2 separate regions of the Hordeum vulgare genome follow, and region 1 is linked to region 2. A link is a contact called in public Hi-C data. All regions are on one chromosome and are shown on one strand. The core of a region is the stretch at or near the end of the contact, and the rest is flanking DNA. Distances in the headings are between cores, read along the strand shown.

The links. Hi-C and Micro-C count contacts between places; a contact is called where the count stands out from the background.
Region 1: a Hi-C map of seedling shows a contact between it and region 2, with 2.8 times the contacts expected there. The contact joins the promoter of LOC123445317 here to the promoter of LOC123440741 in region 2. A contact is called at or near these places in 2 of 6 Hi-C or Micro-C datasets (leaf and seedling) and 1 of 1 datasets of contacts at active chromatin or transcription factors (embryo).

Annotation. Positions count from the first base shown.
Region 1 is chr3H:580,627,858-580,630,557 of MorexV3_pseudomolecules_assembly, forward strand. LOC123445317 (glutaminyl-peptide cyclotransferase) reads right to left here and starts at 1,308. Exons shown (of 11, transcript XM_045122280.1): 1 at 1,015-1,308; 2 at 860-916; 3 at 537-572; 4 at 376-440; 5 at 195-258. The coding sequence starts at 1,293.
Region 2 is chr3H:580,458,273-580,460,972 of MorexV3_pseudomolecules_assembly, forward strand. LOC123440741 (transcription factor BHLH6-like) reads right to left here and starts at 1,321. Exons shown (of 4, transcript XM_045117289.1): 1 at 1,040-1,321; 2 at 667-942; 3 at 274-444. The coding sequence starts at 1,321.

The sequences.
Region 1 (2,700 bases), core at 58-2,557, 170 kb after region 2:
CAAACAAAGACCGAAAACTTGAGAAATGACCAGTAAAATGCAACGTGAATGATTGTAAACCCATATTTCAGAAGATCAGCAGACAATAGACATTGATAGGTGGGGGGTTGGGGATAATTAGCTGCGACTTTAAAACAAAAACATCTGGATCATCTGTAAATGCAGTAAGATAGAAACAGGGTCAGCAGAATTACTTTGCTAAAGTTATGTAGGTCGTATATGAATCCATCATTCTTCAACCAAGTAACTTGAAACAATCTACAAAAGAGAATTTTAAAGCAAATGAAATGAGATTTAACAGGACCGCGGAAGCAAATAGAGTCATCGTATTCAAGAAAGCGATTCTAGAGTCAGGTATAGTCGAGGTTCATCTACCTGTCGCCGAGAAGTGTTAAGCCTTCTCCAAACATATGTCCATCCATTTGGTGCTGATCTAAAACCTGATAAATGACAAAGCAGTAACTAGTGATTTAGTGCAGGGTAGGTGAACCATTGCTGCACAATGTCAAATGAGGAAAGCACATTATTTAACGTACTTTGCCAGTTTGAAGATCAACCTTTCGGACCGACGACTGTTCAGACACAAAATTAGAAGCATTTAGTGCTTTAGAGAAACCACTTGACAGAAAGCAAGCAAACCAAACAGATGCAACTTGCAAGCTCAAGTAACAGATTCTCAACAGCTCATAACGGTGATAGCCAGTCTGCTTGCTTCCACTAGGGAGGCATGAATACCAAGATACATAATTCAAGTGAAACTAGAGTAATTTATTGTGGAAAACCCACGGACGTATTCCTTGGCATATCACGTTTACATCACCGTAATCCACGAGAAGAGATCCACATTGCGCTACATTACCTGATGATAAAGGCCAGTGGACTCGAAGAGGGTGTCGTTTCCTCCGTACAGGAGACCCTGCCAAAGAACGAAAAACCAACGATCTGAGGAAAAAATTCCCCACCATGGGAGAGCAGAGGAGCGAATGAGATCAGGAGGGAGCGGAGCGTGCGTGCCTGGGTGAAGGCCTCGGGGTCGTGGGGATACTCGCGGACCAGGTCGAAGGAGTAGAACCTGGCGACGGCGGGCGGAGGGCGTCGGAGGAGCGCGGCGGGGAGGTAGTCCGGGCGCCAGACGGCGACGGCCGCGGCCAGGAGGAGGAGCGCCGCGCCGGCGGCCGCGATGGGCCGGCGGCGGAGGCGCCACGACGTGGGGGAGGCGCTGGGGGCGGATACGGACAGGGGGATAGGCGCCATTGAGGAGGCGGGCCGCCTCCGTCGGGAGCCGGCGGCCATTTGGGTCTGGTTTTAGTCGCAAGAGAAAGAAGTCAACTGTAACTCTCAGATTAGCGTGCTTCTCCACCTGTGATTCGTAGGAGCATTTGAGATTGTCTTCCAAATTTCTTGGCTGAAAATTTGGACATTGGAATGAAAACGTCTACTTTGAAATATTTTTGAATTTTTTCACACAACATCATGGTTTGGTTTTACTTTTATATTTTAGTACAAAACGTGTTTGCATGCATTGCACTTCACGCCAATGTTTCTTCCCTCAAGTCTGGGTGTGAATATAAGAATGTGCAATAATTATATATCAATAGCAAAATGTGTGGCGTGTAAACGACCTCTCTCTTGCAACTATAAAATTATCGTATGTGGTTTTGCTAGGAGAAATCGACTTTTGGTTAGAGAGCAAATACATGTTGGCGAATAATACAGGTTGGCAAATACATGTATGGTGTTATCGATGGTTCTTCTGGAGCACTTGTATTTGAGCATTCCATTATCAATTACGAGGATCACACTGATGTAAAGTTGACAAGTAGATAGTAGTGTTATGCATAGGATGAGCATATGCATGGTGATGGTAACACAGAAGTGATTACAAAGAGGTTTCCAAAAACCTCGTCGGGTGTCACTGATGCCCGAGGATGATGATATTGAGTTGGATGACCACTTGAGAGAGAAGTGGTGTACCAAGAAACAAATTGGTGTGTGTGAGTGTGGTTTCTAAAGCAATGAGAGATTTAAGATGTGTCGACCGTCTCAACCTTACATGTGCGACCACATACCCCTTTATGGGACGGGGCTTTGTTGATTACTCTGGTCGGTACTAGCAAAGAGTTCACATTACTAGTGGCGGGAGTGATATGGTCACTCTCGTGTCGGGGTCGTGCCACATAGGACGACTATACTGTTTTTACATGTGCCGGACACACCGTTGGTCCCTGCATGAATGATACAATCTAGAGTTGGTGCTCGTAAGACCTACAACATGTGGGCTAGGTACCAATCGAGTGAACTCTTTGTCTAGTGTCGTCAGGGGATAGGCAATGATTGGGTACTTACCTCGGGTATGTTATATACCGCAAGTCGTGGATGGCACGGAATTTTCCCGGATCTCGTGGATACAGCGCGCAACCTCTGAAGAGTGTAAAACTATTCGAATAACCGTGTCCACGGTCAAGGACGGTTGGGTGGTGGTGCTTAGACTACGTCGAGTCGTTTTCGCATAAACCACGTGTGCGTGAGTATGAAGGTGTTTCATAAGAAAGTGATTAATTGGACCAAGTCTCGTGAGTTGGCATGGAGGGTGAACATGAAGTGTTCAGCCCTCGAAATATATATGTTGATAACTGTAACATGTTCTCATGGTTACCATCCACCTTATGAAGCATGAATATACCTACACTTGATCATGTT
Region 2 (2,700 bases), core at 71-2,570:
GGACCAAAATATCTACTTGAATTTGACAAAAATCAAACCAAGTATTTATGAAACTGTAAAAATAATTTTAAATTGCATGTGTCGTAATGGCTGAACTATTTTGACCAAAAGGCAATCATTTTAGCATCCTACCAAGATGATTGAAGTTTTGATGAAATTTCACTGAAACTAAAAGCCCCTTCTTCATGACAGTTTCAAATCTGTTGGCCGTCAAATCTTACGAAACTCTAGAAAGTTTGACAACGCAAGTGTTGATAAAGGACACAATATTACCTGTACGAGCGCGGTGTACGTCACCGTCCCGGACGCAACCATGATGTTGGCCGAGAACACGGCGAGCCGAAGGCCCTCGAGCGCGCAGCACACCTTTCCCATGGCACCCTTCCGGTGGCGCCACGCGACGCTCACCACCAGCAGCTTATCGCCAGCGCCCGTCACCCTCACCTGTCCATGTAATGAAATATTGAGCCGACTGGTTTGCTGTCCGCGCGCGGCGGGCCGGTGGTGCCGTGGTGGGGGTAGCAACCCAGCAGACGATGCCGCTAAAGATCGGAAGACCATGGTCCATGGCGTCAACATCAGGCAAGGTCCCCGTCTGCCGGTCGACTGTCATCTTCCGCAATCGTTATTGATGATTAAATAGATAAAGCACGTGGGCGCGTTTACCTCGATAGCCTCGACCGGCGGAGATGCGGCGGCCATGGCGGATGCGGGGGTCACCGCCGACGGGAGTGACATGGGGCTCCTTGTCTTCTTCACCGGTGGCATGGCGTGGCCGGCGTTCGGAACGACGGGCTGTACCGTACTAGTAAGCAGGTCGCCATGGCCATGTACCTCCGGTGCCGACTCAAGGAGGGATATCTCGGCGAGCATCCGGCGCTCCTGCTCCCGCAGCTTCTGGATGTACTCGATGGCGTCCTTGAGAATGGAGATCTTATCCATCTGCCAGGAAGAACGGTTGATTCTGAACTGCCGCATGCATGCCAAGTCCCAAGTGAATTTCAGTTGGTTGCTCAATCGTTGGCACCTACGTACGTACCTTGGTGATGTTTGGGACGACGCTCCGGAGGGCGTAGAGCTTGCTGTTGAGATTCCGGCCGCCTACGACGACGTTGTTCATGCTGCTCGCCGGCACCGCCGCCGACACCACTGGGGAGCTCCAGTATCCGGTGTCCGGGGAGCTCCAGTAGTCGTTGTAGCCGTCGGACATCTGCATGCTGCAATCCAGGTCAGTCGATTCATCCTCAGCCCTCTTCATCCTCTGTCCGGTAAGTTCGTACCTACGGCGCTCTTGTTTGTCCAAGCAAACCCAGAAGTCCATCCCTGCAGCTGTATCTTTTTTGTTCTTTTTCTTTTTTGCGAAAAACCTGCAGCTGTATGTGGACCCATCGTCCATCCAGTTTTGGATGATGTACAAGTTGCCGCTATCCAATATCCATGGTCTATTCCCTTGTTCCCACGCAAACCGAGTATAACTTCTTTGTTTCTTTTTCTCTTATACTTCCTCCGTCTTAAAATAAGTGTCTTAACTTTATACTCCGTCCGTTTCAAAATAAGCTTCTCAACTTTGTACTAGCTCTAGTATAAAATTGTACTAAGCTTGAGACAGTTATTTTGGGACAGAGGGAGTACCAGCTCTAGCATAAAGTTACATTAAGCTTGAAACAATTATTTTGAGACACTAACAAAAGTGGGTCGTGCGTTGCACCGGGTGAAAAAAATAATTATTATTAGCCTTTGTATGATGTAATTTAATGTGCCATTCGTTGCAATGGACGAGAAAGAACCTCACACGTTTTTAGTAACTCATTCATGTTCGACACTGTCATCGATGATGGTAGGAGTTTTGGTATCCGCAATTCAAAATATTGATAAAGCCACATCATTATCTCTGATGACGCCTCCTTCAACATCGCACTATCACTGAATGGAAGAGTTATGATACATTGAAGTGAGATTGTTTATGTAAGTATTATTTGATAAAGTTTTTTTGAGAAAGAAAATTATTTGATAATATTCAAAAGCCAACAGGTTTTTAGAATGCTACCACTTTTTTTTAGAAAATGTTGTTTGTTTGTTTGTTTTATTTGCAAGATTATGTTCCATTTCCTTTCCTTTGCACTATCTAGGCTTCGCTCTAACACAACTATTTCGCGTGGACATATGTAGGTTCGTTCTCTAAAAAAGACACAAACACTTTGGAGAGAGGAGCACACACTCATTTTGTTCCACATGAACAATAAAAGGAATAGGTTAATTTTTGGGTGGAGCAGCAGGGCAGCCACGTACACCCAAGTTGTGTAAGCCTCGTCCCGTGGACACAGTTGAAAGTTGACTCAGCTTTTATAATTGCATGACACCATCTGTCTTTCCCCTTCCTCATGGTGGCGCGGGAGGTTGTGGTAGTGTCGGCGTGTTACTGTAACACCCAAAATTTTTAAATTTGATTTCTTGATTTTTGAATTGTTTTTAAAATGGATTTTTAAAATTCTGGTTTTGATAAAAAGCTTTGAAGCTCTTTGACAACCTCTTTAAGAATTTTTTTGGAGTTTTGTTTTCTCAACCTACTAGTTTAAAAAGTATTCTTTTGGCCTCTTCTCAAAATGAATTGGTTTACCTCTTCTCAATTTGATTTGGAGGAGTTGTTGTACCATGAAAATAAAGATGTTTTGTCTGGATGCTCATTATGGACAGGTTAAA